Linked DNA regions of Sus scrofa: region 1 is linked to region 2. Evidence: chromatin contacts called from public HiChIP or PLAC-seq data. All regions are on one chromosome and are shown on one strand. Each heading gives the region's core, a stretch centred on a gene start, on an enhancer-like site or on the middle of the called end of the contact. The rest is flanking DNA. Distances are from core to core; before and after follow the strand shown. Region 1 overlaps LOC110255736. Region 2 overlaps LOC110255633 (a long non-coding RNA gene).

What was found. HiChIP or PLAC-seq counts read pairs in DNA pulled down with a chosen protein or histone mark.
Region 1: an H3K27ac HiChIP or PLAC-seq map of skeletal muscle shows a contact between it and region 2, with 4 times the contacts expected there. The contact joins two enhancer-like sites. A contact is called at or near these places in 2 of 47 Hi-C or Micro-C datasets (epiblast stem cells and skeletal muscle) and 1 of 2 datasets of contacts at active chromatin or transcription factors (skeletal muscle).

Annotation. Positions count from the first base shown.
Region 1 is chr10:11,115,794-11,121,685 of Sscrofa11.1, forward strand. The region is part of intron 5 of LOC110255736; the gene reads right to left. Among named protein-coding and RNA genes, the nearest start is that of TRNAT-UGU, 190 kb to the right of the region's middle. Within about 2 kb of position 4,403, at least 19 of the 83 cell types and tissues checked have an H3K27ac peak or open chromatin away from gene starts, as enhancers often do. A contact at or near this core is called in skeletal muscle, where this site is marked.
Region 2 is chr10:10,717,469-10,723,344 of Sscrofa11.1, forward strand. The region is part of intron 1 of LOC110255633 (a long non-coding RNA gene); the gene reads left to right. Among named protein-coding and RNA genes, the nearest start is that of DUSP10, 190 kb to the right of the region's middle. Within about 2 kb of position 2,848, at least 20 of the 83 cell types and tissues checked have an H3K27ac peak or open chromatin away from gene starts, as enhancers often do. A contact at or near this core is called in skeletal muscle, where this site is marked.

The sequences.
Region 1 (5,892 bases), core at 3,153-5,652, 400 kb after region 2:
TGGGAGACCCGCCAGGAAACCGTGGGCTTCCCGTTCGCGTGGGGTTTCTCCAATCACAGCAAAAGGAGCCAGACGTTTTTACACTGTGACCCCCTCGTGGTAGAGTTAGCAGGCAGGCTATAAACCCAGACGGACCACACACCAACCCAACTACATTGATCAGGTTTCTTAATAAAGCAAAAAGCTCAGAAGACTTGGGGAATAATTTTTTTTTTGACAGCGACAGAAGCCAGCAACAATCGGTTTACTGTTGTTACCCAGTTGCCAAGTGGGTGATTCCGTTAAAATAGGAGCTGCCTCACAATTGTTTACAGGAAAGCAAAGGGTTGCTATTGGCAAAGAGCCCTGCTTGTCTGACCCTAATTGTGGCTAAACATTTTTTTCCCAAGAGCATTCCAAGGATCTAAAAGCAGACCCACAGCCCCCCTGCCCTGCCACCCCCGCCAAGGCTGACATTGGCTCACACGTCCTGTTCCCCTTGATACCACTGGACACTGTCACACTGTGGTGACAAATGCTGGCCGGGCAGACAGAGGCCCTGCCTGAAGCTGGATGGCACACTGACTACTTTTCTAGGCCGATCAGTTGACTGGCCTCACACCCGAGCCCAAGACCATGGAAAGGCGAGTCTCCAAGTGGAAAGGGATCTTGAGGAACTACCTGGAGAAGAGCACACACCACACACACCACACATACACACACCACACATACACACATATCACATCACGCACACATACATCACACAACACACATACACATACCACACACCATACACACATCACACAAAACACACAACATACCACATGCACACACATCATACACATCACGCACACCAAACACACACACACACGTACACATATTTCCTTTTCAAAGGGAAACAGGCCCATCTGTAACAGAACCAGCTAGACTAGGGGAAGATGTCAAAACTTTGAGAGAAGTTGAGCCGTGGGAGCGGCCCAAGAAATAGCAACAACAACAACAAAAGACAAAAGACAAAAGACAAAAGACAAAAAGACAAAAAAAAAAAAAGAGAGAGAAGTTGCAAGTTTGGGTTTTTGTTTTTGTCTTTTTAGGGCCACACCCACAGCATATGGAGGTTCCCAGGCTAGGGGGTCCAATCGGAGCTAAAGCTGCTGGCCTACACCACAGCCACAGCCACAGCGATAGCCACGCAGGATCCAAGCTGTGTCTGAAACCTACACCACAGCTCGTGGCAATGCAGCCACAGCCTTGCAGGATCCAAGCGGCATCTGCAACCTATGCCACACTTTGTGGCAGTGCCGGATCCTTAACCCACTGAGAGAGGCCAGGGATCAAACCCACATCTTCATGATACTAGTTGGTTCTTAACCCCTTGAGCCACAATGGGAACTCCCACAAACAATTTTTTCTTTCTTTCTTTTTTTTTTTTTTTGGTCTTTTAGGGCCCCACCCATAGCATACGGAGGTTCCCAGGCCTAGGAGTCCAATCAGAGCTGTAGCTGCCAGCCTATACCACAGCCACAGCAATGCAGGATACGAACCATGTCTGCAGCCTACACCACAGCTTGCGGCAATGCCAGATCCTTAACCCACTGTGCGAGGCCAGGGATCGAACCTGTGTCCTCATGGATGCTAGTTGGGTTTGTTTCTGCTGAGCCACCACGGGAACTCCAAAGTTGAAAGTTTTGATTCCTGCATAGGACTGGACATTGTAAATGTGTCATTGCAACACGACACTATGTAGAAAAGCGGACCTATTACAAGCCTACAGCTCGATGAGTTTTCATAGAACACACCTATGTAACCAGCCTCAAGCTCAAGAAGCAGAGTCGCCAGCCCCAAATGGTAAGTGAGCAAAGAAGTGCATAAACAAATGAGGCATCGGAAATGCTAAGTGCTGTAAAGTGCAGCAGGTCAAGGTTGGTGGGGGGGGTCAGGGATGCCTCTGAGGGGACTGCGGAGTGGAATCTGAGGAGTGCGCCCCTCTGATTTGGGGGGTGGACGATCCAGGTGGAGGGAGCAGAAGGGCCATTTGCTAGAAGGAACTGAGCTGGGCAAGACAAAGAACTGCACAGAGAGCCCAAGGCAGGGCAGAGGGTGGGGGCCTGATGGCAGGGAAGGAGCGGGCACGGGTCCAGGTGAAGAGTAAGATTGGTTCTTCCAACCAGAGGATTCCCGTGGGTGACGCAGGAGGTGGCCCAAGTCTGACTCATTTTTAACAGCATGACTTTAGCTGTTGCACAGAAAATTCACCGTAGAGAAATGAGCATGGAAGCAGAAAACCGGTCAGGAGACCTTGTGAGGGTGACAGTGGCGTGGCTGTGCGCAAAGGCCGTGGAGGTGACACACTCAGATGTGGCTGGTCTCGGTTCGAAGGAAAGCATAGGTTGCCTTGCAGAAAGCCTCCAGGCAGCCGTGCCCACCTGTGTTCCTGGAACCTAGGGCTCCTGAGAAGGTGGCGGGCCGGGAGTTTAGCATCTCCAGCGCCCCCTGCTGGTCGCTGCCGCAAACGCGTAGCTTTACCAGGTTGGCACAGGGGGTTCCGTGTGGCCCCCCACCTAAGAGGTCTGACACCCAGAGCTGGTCACCTGCATCTACCCCTCCACGACGTCACTTACATTAGCCAACATGAAGAAAAAGAATACCAATAATGACCAGAAGAATACCAATAATGACCAGAAGAATGCCAGTAATGACCAGTGCAAATTTGCATTCACTAAATCTCATAGGCGTATATAATCATAACATGAAACCCCCAAATCAAAGATAGGGGAAAAAACAAGTGATGGCACAAAAAGGGAGAAAAAGCAGAACTCTTTATTTAATAACTTTATAGTTACCTGGCAGCTTTGAAATGTGGTTCTTTGGTTATAGCATTATAATATTATACTACTAAGTATAATATTAACTACTAAGCAAATTGTAATAAAACTGAAGTGTCCGGAAAGGGTACAATTTGTGCAATTATTAAATCGTACTGCTATTGTGTTGTTTCTTCCTTGATTTGATTTTCAGTTTTTAACTTGGTTTTTACTCTGGTTTTTCTGAAGAATAAACCAAGAAAATAAGTTACAACAGTGGTCCCACCACCATGATTAATTTTAGTAAAATGATTAACAGTTGTTTTAAAAATTAATAAGGTTATGGCATTCCCGTCGTGGCTCAGCTGTAACGAACCTGACTAGTATCCATGAGGACCCAGGTTTGATCCCAGGCCTCGCTCAGTGGTTAAAAATCCGGTGTTGCTGTGAGCTGTGGTGTAGGTGGCAGACACGGCTCAGATGTGGCGTTGTTGTGGCTGTGGTGTAGGCTGGCAGCTGCGGCTCTGATTCGACCCCCAGACTGGGAACTTCCATATGCCACAGATGTGGCCCTACAAAGAAAAAAAAAAAAAAAAAAAAAAAGAAGAAAAAGAAAAAGTTGATGTATTCTGAAAACTCAGCAGCAACTGCAGTTTCTCAGAACTTAGACCAACAATTTTTTTTTTGTTTGTTTTGGTGAAGTCTGTTTTCGCTAACTGGTAAAAAGAAACAGGCAGACTTGCAGTTGGTTGCATGGGCGTTTTCCCTTTTCTAGAGACCGTGCATGTCCCCTTAGTGCCTGAAAGGAAGCTGGCAATCTCCCCCTGCGTGGTCAGCCCTGGACCTGCCTCCAGCTGCAGTGAGGCTGCCTTGCATCTCCCCAGGCCCAGTGTCAGGGGATCTGAGCCCCCAGTGAGGGCAGGAGGGAAGGAGCGGGACTTTGGCGGGTCAGAGAGACCTTGGTGGAAGGAAATGAGAGCGGAGGTCTCTCTTGTCCCCGCTCAGTAGGACAGGATGGTTCCTGTGAGCAGGGCACCTCAGATGGTCCTCTGGGGCCAGGCAATGACAGGAAGGGGGAGTCTGGCGTGGGGCAGGCCTGGGGAGATGCACCCAAAGGCAGGTGTGAAGTCAGCTGCAGCCAGGAGCAGCCCTGCGGGAGCACTGGCAGCAGAGACCGCCCCTCCCTCCCCTTTGGCCTGGAATCTCGCTTTTACTATTTTGCTTTTTTGAAGGAAAGCAAAAGGGAAGGAAGAGGAGGGATGGGAGGGAGCGAGAATGAACAAACGGGAGGAGGAAGGAAGCAAGAGGAGGAGGAGGAAGAGGGCAGAATGAGCAGAAAGGCCTGTAAAGGCTGCACCAGCTCCCGGCCGCCAGCTCTGACCGCTGCTGGCCTGGGTGCCCTCTCCTCTTCGAGGCAGTGTAACCAGTCCTCCAGGGGCGAAGGCTCCCTGGGTAGCAGAGAGGCGAGGGCGCATCCAGCACTGCTGATGCGCGGAGGCCCTTTGGGCGCTGCTGGCCTCTGGCTCCCGCTTGGGAAAAGGCAGACCCCCTTCCTCACCTAGGACAAGCTCCCCATCCACGGGCGGCTCGGCTTCTCTTCCTGCTCCCGCTTCGCAGCGCCAGCTGCACACGAGCTCACGCTGCGGCACAGCCGGCCAGCTAACAGGCCAAGTTCAAGGGGCCCCCGTGGGCCGCCAAGAGCAATTTCCCCCCTGTAACTGGAGCAGACAAGCTGCACGCAGCTCGTGTAATATTTTCACCAGATGCCGTATTGAAAGAAAGCTGCTCCATGGGGAAAACCCTCCAAAGACTTTTCTTTGTAAACAGACCTGATGATAAAGACATGCTAAGTCCTGGAGCCCAGAGGCTGTCAAGGGGTTTACACGATACCCATTGCTTCTTATCTCCCAGGCACCGCGGAGTTGAACATAAGCTAGAGCTAAGCGCTAAATTCATTAGACACATGTCAGCATCTGTCTGTCAGAAACCAGAAGCTTTCCCTGCCAGTTGGGCCACTCCCTGGTTTAGGGAAAGATTGAAAATTGTCCAGCATATTTTCTGAGGCTGTTAGAAAGGCCTGGGTTTCACGGGTTTGAGTTCTTTGCTTTTACCCGGCAGAAGTAAAGTGCAAAAGCCCAGATGTAGGTCATCTGAAACGTGTTTCAAAAAATAAATTCAGGAGTTCCTGTGGTGGCTCAGCAAGTTAAAAACCTGACCAGCATCTGAGGATGTGGGTTCGATCCCTGGCCTCCCTCAGTGGGTTCAGGATCCGGCGTTGCCGTGAGCTGTGGTGTAGGTCACAGATGCGGCTCAGATCCTGTGTTGCTGTGGCTATGGTGTAGGCCGGCAGCTGCAGCTCCAATTTGACCCCTAGCCTGGGAACCTCCATATGCCACAGATGTGGCCCTAAAAAGAAAAAGAAATTCACACACACGCACAAGAAAGACCGGGTGAATGAACACCGAAGTGTTTATGATGATGTTATCCGTAGACGGTGGGATAAAGGACCACTGATTTCCTTTTCGTGCAATTCTATTGCGTAACTCAGGTGGTCTATGACGAATATTTACTTACTTTGGTCACAAGAGGAAAGCAATCCACACAAACTCTGACAAAGGGAGCATACATGATGTATTAGTTTGCCAAGGTTGCGATGACAAAGTGCTTGTATTGGGTGACTTAAGAGCAGAAATGGGAGTTCCCATCGTGGCTCAGTGGTTAACGAATTCGATTAGGAACCATGAGGTTGCAGGTTTGATCCCTGGCCTTGCTCAGTGGGTTTAGGATCCGGTGTTGCCATGATCCTTTGCCGTGAGCTGTGGTGCAGGTTGCAGACGTGGCTCAGATCCCACATTGCTGTGGCTGTGGCGTAGGCCGGCGGCTACAGCTCCGATTCAACCCCTAGCCTGGGAACCTCCATAGGCCACAGGTGAGACCCTAAAAAGACAAAGGAAGAAAGAAACTCCCCAGAAGACAACCTGCTGTGAGCTGAGGTCAAAAGAATGACAAGCTCCCTGGGCAGGTGGCAGGCACATTGCAAATACCGGCACAGAGGCAGCAGTGCCTGGAACCAGCCGATGGAGAGGCTGCAGCCTGGCAATTAGGAAAC
Region 2 (5,876 bases), core at 1,598-4,097:
GTGGGCGATGTCCCCACCTCCCACCCTCAGGCACGGTAGCAAGGACTTTCGAAAAGAGTAGGAGAGGCCTGAGGAAGAGGTTTCCTGAAGCCACAACGAGAAACATTGAAATTTCAGATAGCAATCCTCCCTCCTCCCGAAGCCCTTATGCGTAAATGTATTTCAGGATTCATATTTCTTCAGACGCTGGGTAGGTAGCAGAGGCCACACACAGCGTGGTACGTAATAGCCCAGTTCAGGTCACAAGTAACACACCTGTGAGTCTGACACACGAAAACACCTGTTTATCTGACTTTTTAAAAAAACTTCATTGCAGACAACAGACTACAGTCCTGTCTGTGACCAGGGAGCCCTTCCCAGGCGTGCGGTTCTGTGTAAAAGGCTCCGGTGTCTCCCCAGGTTCAAGAGGAACAAACTAACTACAACACAAAGAAGGAAACTGTTGTCAAGGACCTCATTTCCTTTGTTCATCAAAAGCCAGTGCATTCATCCGAAAACCGTAAAAGTTTTCAAGACAGCAGAAGATGTTCATGAGCTGGGGTTGGGCCAAGTGTTGGAAATGACCACATACCCACAATCCATGAAGCAGAATAATTGGCCTTTATTAAAATTAAAAATTTTCCCACGAGTTCGGAAAATGATGGAAGATCATATGAGCAAAGTAAATGTATATATATACATATATATATTTATGACTACATGTAATAATAATATGTAAATATATTTGGTTATAATCTATACATATATATATATGACTGGGTCACTTTGCTGAACAGGAGAAACTGGCACAACATTGTAAATCGACTATACTTTAATTTTTCGGTAATGAAAAAAATGTAAAACTTTGCGCTGGCAAATCACTCTCCACTATCAAGAGAATAAAAGTCAGTCTCCAAGCACTGACGAGGAGAAGATATTTTCCAGTTACATATCTAACAGACTTGTAACGAGGACAAAGGACTCTTAAGCTCAACAATAAGGAATCAAACAACCCAATGAAAAAAAAAAAGGAAAGGACATGAATAGATGTTTCACCAAAAAGATAGAAAAAGAGCAAATAAGCACATGAAAAAAGATGTTCCCCTCTAGAGCCAGTAGGATAAGGCAAATTTAACCCATAATGAGATATTACCACATGCTTACTAGCATCTCTGAAATGAAAATGGTAACGGACAATACCAAGTGTTGGCAAAGATGTGGAGCACAGCAAACTTACCGGATGGGGTGGAAACGTGGTGCAGCCCCTTTGGAAGGTGGCTTAGCAGCAGCTTCTAAAGTTAAATACACACTTAACATGTGACCCACCATCCTACTCTTGGGTATTTACACTGGGTCATTGAAAACTGCTGTTCACAGCAGAATTGGTACCTGAATGTTCGTAAGCAGCCTTGTTTGTAGTAGCCCCCAACTGGAGGCAACTCAGACATCCTTCAGGGTGGCGAAGGACCAACTAACGGGGATGTACCCCTGCTACTCAGCAATACAAAGAATAAGCTATTGAGACACACAGCGGCTTGGATGAATCTTAGACCATATGATGAGTGAAAGACGCCTGTCTCCAAAGACCAAACTGGAGTGACGGAGGACAAATCTGTGTCTGCCAGAGGTTGCGGGTCAGGGAGGGTGTGAGAAGAGATAGCACGAAGAAGGTTTTGGGGAAGGTGATGGAACCATTCTGTATCCCGGTCCGAGTGATGGTTAGACAAACCTATAGCCAGGTTAAAATGCACGGAACTGTACACCAAAGAAAGATAAAAACCTGAGTGTTCTTGCTGTGGTGCAGTAAGAATCCAACTGCAGCGGCTCCGGTCACTGCAGAGGCGCAGGTTCCATCCCGGCACAGTGGGTTAAAGGATCCGGTGTTGTCACAGCCATGGCATAGGTCGCAGTTGCTGCTCAGATTCGATCCCTGGCCCGGGAACTTCCATATTCCATGGGCGCAGCCATAAAAAATATATAATAAAGTAAAATTTTAAAAAATTAAAAGTAAAAACCTAAGGAACACCATCACATTCACATTTGACTCTTGTGTTCAGTTTGTCGTCAGATTCACTTTTACGTGACTGATGACATCTTCCTTTAGCCAACACCTGCCTGCACGACTAGGTGTGATGCGTGTACAAGGCAGTGTGGACACACAGGTGACTCAGGCAGAAGCCCTGACAGTCAGGGCTTATGACCTAGGTGGGAAAGTGAGAGCAGCGAAGAGATGTAAGAAATTGATACTACACGAGTTCAAGCCAGGGCTCACCAGGAGCTGTAAGCACAAAGACTATTTTCTTGATTTGACCAAGAAGCCACGAAGGAGTAATTGTTTACTATTTTCTTACAATATATATATATTTATTTCTTACTATATTATATATATATATGTGTGTGTATGTGTGTGTGTGTATAGGTAATTTTGAAGACTCCTTTTTGGCGGGTCTTTAAAATTATTAAATATATTAAAGGAAAAATATTTTTTAAATATTAAATGAAAAAAATTCCATTAGGTGATAGGACTGGTGCCTGCTGGATTGCAAGCTTATTGAAATATGCCCTGTGTCTATTTTCACTTGCACATTCCACGAGCTAGTACTCTGACAAATGCAAGTCCCATCACTCATGAATTATTTAGGAAATAGACAAACAAAAGTTGACATCATTAGCACAGCATTCTAATCATTGCAAGCCTTTATAATATTATTTTTTATTTAGCTAGCATATTCATCAGTATAGCTCCTGTCACAGTCATCTGGAGCTGAAGCATGTCTTTTTATTAATATGTGCATATCACATTGTCATGCTGTTTGGGTGGCATTTCCAAGGGGAGAGTCCCTAAAAGTGCGTCATAATGATTAGTCATGTCTAATGGCATCGGCCTTTGAAACCAAAGACCATAGCATACCCTCTTAATATCTTCAGGAAATAAATACCAGGAATGTGAATGCAGATCCTTTTAGAAGACGGCTAATCCTGCTGTGATAAGTGACTGGGCAGTTATTCAAGTGGGATGTTTGCACTGCCATGGAAACAGACAAAGTTGGTGTTTTTCAGCGTTCTAAATCCAGAGCCCTAATCTAGATATAAATATGCCGAATGTTATGAACGTCCTTCCCTAAACCAAGTCCCTACATCAGTGTCCTCGCCTGTGACATAAAGGTCACTCAGCACAGCCTGATGTGGAGTCATGACGATTAAGATGCTTGCTTATAAAAAGTCCTGGTGTTTATTCCCATCTGGGCAAAAGTGAAGTTCAAAGTCAGAGTTCCATCAGAGTTCAGCTTCTGTGCTCAGTCAGACCATTCCTGTTTAGAAGAGAATTTTCTAAAGTAAGTGCTAAGTATTTTAGGCAAAGAAACCCAGCTGTGAAAATACTGTGAACACTCGTACAGTTGTTTTATATGTGGATTTATTTTTACTTGCACTTATTTCAGTGCAATTCTTGGGAGAGAAGCGCCTGTCCTACCTCCTTCTACGGCGCTTACCCTTACTGCCCCTCATGGGTCTTTTGAGAAATGACAGTCTCTCTCTAATTCTTAGGGGTCACAAGTATTCTGCATCACAGCACACCCTTGACTAATTAGCATTAATAAGTGATGTTGGGAGAAAGAACCTGGAGAAAAAGCAGTGTGCTTGTTTTTGCCAAATTGGAGTTGACCCAGCTAGCAAAAATTTCCAGGGTACTTTCATATTCTCCTGCCTCATGTGTGTTCCCGCTGCCTAAACCTACATTTCTGACATGGGGTCTTGGACACCCCAGGAGGGACAAGGCTCCGGCGATGTTTTGTTCCAGGAGGTATGGGGACTTCATTGATTTCCCAGGCTCGCTCTTAGCTGTCTGCTAGGTGCAGACCCTAGGGGCGAAAGGACATCCATTGCCACCTCCTAGGATCTGAAGATGTTTTAGCAAAGACCGGACAAAGGTGAATCTAATCTACTCATGAGTTACTGAGCACCTACTGTGTGCAAGGCCCTGGGCTGGATACAGATCGTAGAACCTTCCGGAATGAGCAGCATTTCTAGAGGCAGGGAACCAAAGTAGGACAGCCGAGCAGCTGGAGAGAAAGTTCGGAGGTGGAGAAGCAAAAGGCCAGTTAGAGTCCCCTTCAGAGTGAGTCAGAAGACGGGTAGAGCGGAAAAACGGGAGATTAAATCCCGACTCCCCTTCCACACCCTGGGTCTGAATTTCCTCATAGAGAAAATGAAGATAACTGCGCCCTGGCAGGGTCAGCGTAGTTACTCAAGATGCTACACGGAGCCCACCTGATACAGGGCGGGAGGTTAATAACCGCAGTTACCGACCGGCTGTCCCTTGGCCAAGAACAACTTGGAAGGAGGAGCTTGGGAAATAAGGCTGCAAAGGCAGTTTGGAGCCTCAAAGAAGGGGCCTCGGACGCCCGGCTGATTCTGTGAACACTGAGTCGTCCCTGACGGTCAGGGAAACAAGAGTGACACGACCACGGAGTTTTTTTTAGAACAGTGAAGAGGGAATTAGGAGCAGGGAGTGAAAAGACTCAGGCCAAGGAGCCTCAAGTCTCTGCAGTGGTTCTGCTGAATCAATAGGAAGTAAGAGACGCAAGGGATGCCTTGGCGGTGTTGTCGGGAAGCTTTGATTCTACTCAAAATAAATTCAGCATCATATCTAGAAACTTCCAGGTAGGCCATACACAAATTAGCGCTCTTTTCTGTTCTTTAGCAATTTCTAAGTTTTAGCAAATATTCAAGCAAGGACTATGTGTTTGGTGGCAAAACGTGAAAGGGATGTAGGCGCTGCCCATCAGAACTCGCGCATGCGTGTTAGCGAAAAGCAAACTCCAACCTCCTAAGGGAAAATAAATAAAGGAGTCCAGGTTCCTAAAACTATGAAAGACCTGGGTCCTCCCGGAGCCCTCTGCCTGCAGGAGACTGCGGCACTTTAGGGGTCTACACAGATCTGAGTGGAAAAGGTCAGGGAGCATAGTTTTAGGAAGCTGGAAGCCTTTATTCAGAGATTTCAGCGTATCTTGAGGGGAACAACCAAAATATCCAAAAAAGAAGAAATCATTGAATAAAATCATGTATTAAAAAATGGTGCAGCTGTTAACATCAAGGGTTTAAAGGTTATTTAATGACATAAATAATCGTTCACAGTGCATTAAATGAACTAAGCAAGATAAAAAATTGTTCAGCTGGATATAATTTTGGTTAAAAAATTAAACATAAACATAAAATTTATGTGTATAAATAAAGAATGAAAGCACATGCATTATATTTTTAACAATGGTTGTTTATGACTGGAAATTTTGTTTTAACTGAAAGATCGCAAACTGACAGCCAGGAACTAATTGTGATTTTGTAGACCTCTGCTGTTTGCCTGGATCTTCCCCTTCATACCAGCCACCTCCTTTTTTGTTCTTGGAGGAGCCACCTGCTTCCTATGTTTGGGTGGCCTGCCCGAGCCCGCAGGTACTCCTGAGGAAAGTTTTCATCTTTGCACTTTTCTACAAAGCAGGATGTACTTTTCAACATTAGAAGTAGCAAATGGTATGTTAATTAGCATCCATTTGCAGTCTGCACATTTCCGTTGGAAGGTATTTCTTTTAAAGAATTTCAGATAAATTTTTAGGAGAAGTGTAGCCCTTCTTGCCACCCTCCCCCCAGGGTATGGAAAACAAGAGCATCCTCCCTGATATTTCCTAGGGGACCCCTCGGCGCTGTGGGTGCCACCAGCCTGCTTTCAGACTTGGTCCCTAAAGGCCCTGAACATTTTGGTCTTAGCCCGTGTAGGAGAACCGGAGTGAAAGGTTTACATGCGAGGGCTGGTCAGTAATTATTTTAAAATGGGAAAGCAATGTAATTATTATTCAATACATGCAATTTTTGGATATATAGAAGCTTCGAAAAAAATCAAA